Linked DNA regions of Zea mays: region 1 is linked to region 2. The links are chromatin contacts, called in public Hi-C maps. All regions are on one chromosome and are shown on one strand. The core of a region is the stretch at or near the end of the contact, and the rest is flanking DNA. Distances in the headings are between cores, read along the strand shown. Region 1 has its middle 3.7 kb from the start of LOC109942745. Region 2 holds the start of LOC100277856.

Region 1 (2,700 bases), core at 48-2,547, 280 kb before region 2:
ATGTCAGTGCCAGCCAACCCCGTCCAAACAGACCGGCCAGGTTCTCTTTCGACGAGACAAGTGATGAGCCGGCTCCTGAAAGCGCACGCGCGTAACGGCGGCAAGAAAACAACGGTCCATGCATGTCGCCTTCGTCAGTCGTACTGTAGCTGTAGGAGAAAAGTAGAGAGAGAGTGGGCAGTGATCGGCGACATGACCCCGATATAATGCTACGTTAACCAACTGAGAGCAGCAGCCATGGTAACCGCAACCACCCTGCTATACGGACCTGGCCTAATAAGCCTAATCATAGGCATAGCAGAAAACAAAAACCAATCAAGCAGTCGACGAGAGAAGCAACCCAGAACGAGGGCAACCACCCTCCATGGACATGGACCACCCTAGAGCTCGCCAAAGAGAGGCCTGGCCTGGAGGGATCAATCTGGCGCAGACAGGGAGGGTGTATGGTTTGAAGAATAAGTTAGTGCATCAACTTCTCACTTTTTTGTTTGATTTGTGAATTAAAATAAATTAATCCATCACCACATTATTTCTCATAATTAGTTAGTTAATACTAACATAAGAAATATGCTCGTCCCAACAAATTTAAGAAATGGACTCATAATACACTAACTAATGTTATATAGAGTGATTCCTAGAATCAAACACATCCTTCCGTAATAACGTCTCCAAGGCCACGCCATCTTTCCTCTAGCACTGCACACCCCATGCTGCCACCGCGCGCGACCCTTCCAAATCCCACCCCTTTCCAACCTCTTTACCACTAGTCCTAGTTGTTAATCCCCGCGGCCAGCGGTGCACGGCACACGCGCACCCGCTTTCGGTCGCGCGGCCAAGGCGTGCGTGCGTGCGTGCGTCACAAGACAGGCCAGGCGCGAAAGAGAACAGATTATTCGCCACCCGTGCAACGGATCAGCTGCCAGGCAGATGGGGGCGTTGTGTGCCTCGTCCGATCAAACGCAAGCAGCAGGCGGGCAACAGGAGCAGCGATAGATCTCACAGGCTCCAGCTGCGCCTCTGATGCGGCTGCCGCGGCGCTGGCCGACCGCGCCAAAAGCGAAAGCCTGCCGCGATGGCTGGCCTGGCCGAGATATGTGTGCGCGCGTGTGTGGGGTGTAGCTATCCCTTCGGCCTGCGGCAACGCCTCCCGCGGCAGGCACAGCAACGTGACGTCCCAGCAGACGCTGCCGGTGCCGTTGCCGCCTTCGCTTTTCCGCTTTGCCTCGGCACACACTGGCCGATCGGTCCGGACAAGGAGAGGGTCCCTGGACTGGATGCTGCCGCGCGCACCGGGCAGCCAGAGGACGAGCCGAGTAATACGCGCGTTTTCGGACACGACGCTACAGCTTCCTGTCGTGTCGAGGGTACGCGGGCGCGCTGGAGCACTCATTGAGCTCATCTACTGGTAGAGTGGTCGCCCTGTGTTTCGTCGCTTGCTCGCTCGTCGTACTAGTAATCAGTTACAGAGATGAGATATAAACTCGGTCGGTGTCTTCTTTTTGTCTTCGGTCTGCTGAGCTACATACATGCATGCAGTAGCTACACGGCAGTGCAGATGGAGTGAAAGGATACAAACGAGCGTGGCTTGGCCTGAGACCGTCTCCTTTGTTTGCCCATGTAAAAACAAAAAGAGCGGCGTGGCGGTATGGAAAGCCGTGCCTTGTTGCACATGACATGCATGCTGTTGGAATAAGTGTAAACGAGACACAGAGAGTAGAAAGGAATTGACAGTTCTTTCTTTATTGCAGCAGGGGTTATGTTTATATACATATGAAGGGGTGAGTTCACAAGGGGTGTGTCCCTTGGGAATTATCTGTCGCACCCCTTGGATTGATCACAAATACAATAATTTGTAACACTCCCCCTTGATCAATCCAAATCCATTTGATCATCTGTAAGTTGTCTTCCAATATATTATCTCCTCAAAAACCCTGTGGGAAAAAATAAGGAGTACACAATGTCTTTTGGATTATGAGTAGAACTCACACTGACCTCCAAAAGAAAATATGCCTGTAATCATCATTCTTAAAAACCCCCGTGGGGAAAATTAATGATGAAGCATATAGCTTAGTTGATATTACCTCATTAAAAACTTTGGATGAGAAAACCTTAACAAGGCAAAACTCATACAAAGAAAAGAGTGTAATATGATGGATCAAAACAGGTCAAATATCATGGAGAATTACTCCCCCTGATTCTTGCAAGCACTTAAGTCTTCTCATACCAATCACCTCAACACATTTCTGAAACGTTGAGTATGGTAGAGATTTTGTGAATAGATCAGCAAGATTATCACAAGACTTTGTTTGCAAGATGTTAATATTTTCATTTTCCTGTTTCCATCTGAACAACACAAGCTCAATTATCCTTATGGATAATGGTCAGTGATTCAATCGAATCATGGTACGTTGTTCTCCAATGGACCTCTAGCCCAAAGAACAATAATATGTCTATAGCCATCATCTCAAAAACCCCAGTGGGGAAAATAAATGATGAGACATATAACTCAGGCTAATATTTCTCCAAGATAATCTTGCCAGAAAATCTGAGAAATCAACATATCAGCTGAGTCTCCTTAAAAACCCAGTGGGAAAAATAAGGAGAGTAGTCATACTCTATTGTTGGTCCATTTGAACTCTAGGGAGATAAACTCATATCCTAGTTCAAATACAACAATAACTATACCATAATGTATCATCC
Region 2 (2,700 bases), core at 68-2,567:
ACGACAAGATGTCTAAAACATAGTAAATAATCTATTAGCACCTATAGGTGTACACTCGGCCTGCCCGGTCCGGCCTGGTCCAAGCCCAAAAAGACCCGTATTGTTTGAATTTCGGGCCGACCCGGTCCGTTTGAATTTCAGGCCGTGCCGGACCGGCCCACGGCCCGGCTCGTAATTGCTTAAACGTGCCGGGCTCATTTCGGGCGGCCCAAAATTATAAAAGCTCGAAATTCACATTAGGGTCCGAAATTCAATTTTTGGCCCGAAATTCGCATCAGTGCCCGAAATTTACATCAGAGCCCGAAATTCACATCAGAGTTAATAAAACAAATAAAAGATAAGACAAATAAATTTGACCAAAAGCAAATTTAATATTTGTATTAAGTTACCGGAGCTACGCAATGACTACCTCGTTTACAAATCATTTTGTTAGAAAGAAATAGAGTATAATCAGCTCTATATAAAGTTCATAAGTTCAGTTCATTATATAATGTTCATAACAAAAATAAAATTACATCACATACTCTAATTCAAAGCTACAAAAAACATCTAACTAACATTATCTCTAGTTTGATGTTCTTTATCAAGTACATGAAAATGTGGAATGAAGTGTGATTTTAATAAATATATGGGCCTTTTGTGCCTCTATATGGGTCATTTCGTGTCTGCCTTAAACGGGTCGTGCTCGTGCCCGCCTATGGGCCGCGTCCTCGGCCCAAATCCGGCCCGATATATCGGGTCGTGCCGGCCCGACACTAAAATATTTCGGATCGTGCCGTGGCTGGGCCGTGCTTTTTTTTCGTACTTCGGGCCAGCCCATCAGACCCGGCCCAAATATACACCTATATTAGCACCTATTAGCAATATCAAATTGCCAATGAACAAATAATTTGCCGACACAATTAGCCAATTTATTAGCCAGTCTATTTAAAACCTAATATGGGAAAACGAGCCGACAAATTATTCGTCAGATGGATCCAAACAAGCTCTTAGAGCATCTCTAATAAAGTGTCTTAAAACAGCGCTCGAAAAATTAAAATACTACATCATTTTATATGTTTAGGGGAACCAAATTGAGCTCCAACAATTAAGCCTTAAATCGTATTTTTTTAGAAAGTAAACTATATTATTATAAAAAATGTTATTGAACACTAATCTGATGTGTATATTTTAGTCATGGTGTGTCTTATGTTTTTTTACAAAAAATGTAAAATGTAATAATGTTGGAGTTGTTTTTTATAAGCATGTATTTAAAGATAGATCTCTATATCTGCCTATTTAAGACATGGGAATACCCATCAGCACCAAACCGCTCGCGGCACGCCCCGCCATCAGACGCTCGCCTTTCCCTCGCCGCATCACGGTGTCTGTCCCTCCCATCCCATCTCACTGCCTCATAACACTCCCGTATCCCACGCCATACGCCCAAGAGGCCAAGACCGAGCCGCCTGGATCTGATTGGGTTGGCTCTCGTCGCGGGGGCGAAGGGGAAGGGGAGGAAGAACCAGGAGGCGTGCGTTCTCGTCCAAGATGCTGCAGCTGCTGATGGCGCTGGCCTTCTCGGCGGCCCCGCTGACGCTGTACGTGCCGCCGGTGCGCAGCCTCAGCCTCTTCGTGGAGGCCATGGAGGCCGTCTGCCGCGACTGCGGGCCCTACTCCCACGGCGCCGTCGCCCGCTTCCGCCTCGGCTTCTCCCGCGTCCTCGCCGGCCTAGCGCGCGCCCTCCGCTAGGCAGGCCGGCACCCCATCGCCGGCGCCGGTTCCTCCTGCCTACAGGAGTATATACAGTATACTACACGGACACGCACGTTCGGTGACCTTGTGCTCTCCCTGGTTTCTATGTCCTTTTTGTATTACTAGCGAGGAAGTGGTTTCTAGCGCAGCACAGCAATCTACATGCAGGAGCAGGACTAGCGGCGGTCAGTTTCGAGATCTTTCCTGCTTCGTTTCTCCCTTTTTGTGCTCTCTCTTTCTTTTCTGTTTTTTTTTTGAGGATTGGGTGTAGCATGTAGAGTGAGGAAAGGTTAATAAATCTGTCCAAAAAGGGAGATTTTGCAAGAGATGCTGAGTAAATCTAGTGTGCTTGCTTGCCTGGGGTTATGGGATGTGAGGGACGACTCCCCCTCCCCCTAGGAATTTCCATGTGATTTGTGAATATTCCCTTGTCTGTAACTTGGCAATGATTCTTCAGTTTAAGTTGAGGATTTGCGGTTTAAATTCATCGTCTTCCTTTCCGATCCAATGCTTCCCTCCAAGTCACGATCGACAAGTTGGGATGGAAACGGAACTCCTGTTCCCCTCTGTTTGTTTGGGCCAGGCACCCAACCTCCGTGCTTGAAAGTTCTTCTGTGCGGTTTCTATGACACCAAACCGACAAAGCAAAAGATTTGGTTACATTAAATGGCACAGAGCGACCGACGCGACGCGACGCGACGTCCTTGCGAAGCTCGATCGCTCCTCGCGAAAACACAGGCAGCAAGCATAGTCGAGGAAGAAGACGACGCGCGGGGCGGGCGGGGGCAGCGAATGATTTGGTTACATTACAGCTCCAGTTCTATAGTAGCAATGCGAGTGATGCTGTGATGGCGACCTTTCGCCGACGATGACTACAGTAGCATAATTCTTAAAGTGCTTTCCGTAACCATCGCTTAGCGGTGCGTCCAGCGTGCCTAGCGGCTAGCGCCGTTGGCTTGGCACCAG

What was found. A called contact is a pair of places that touch in the nucleus more often than the background predicts.
Region 1: a Hi-C map of leaf shows a contact between it and region 2, with 2.1 times the contacts expected there. The contact joins the enhancer-like site here to the promoter of LOC100277856 in region 2. A contact is called at or near these places in 2 of 25 Hi-C or Micro-C datasets (both in leaf).

Annotation. Positions count from the first base shown.
Region 1 is chr1:16,189,813-16,192,512 of Zm-B73-REFERENCE-NAM-5.0, reverse strand. No RefSeq gene overlaps it. Among protein-coding and RNA genes, the nearest start is that of LOC109942745, 3.7 kb to the left of the region's middle. Within about 2 kb of position 1,297, at least 19 of the 20 cell types and tissues checked have an H3K27ac peak or open chromatin away from gene starts, as enhancers often do. A contact at or near this core is called in leaf, where this site is marked.
Region 2 is chr1:15,912,867-15,915,566 of Zm-B73-REFERENCE-NAM-5.0, reverse strand. LOC100277856 reads left to right here and starts at 1,317. Exons shown (of 1, transcript NM_001364263.1): 1 at 1,317-2,196. The coding sequence starts at 1,531. The coding sequence ends at 1,731.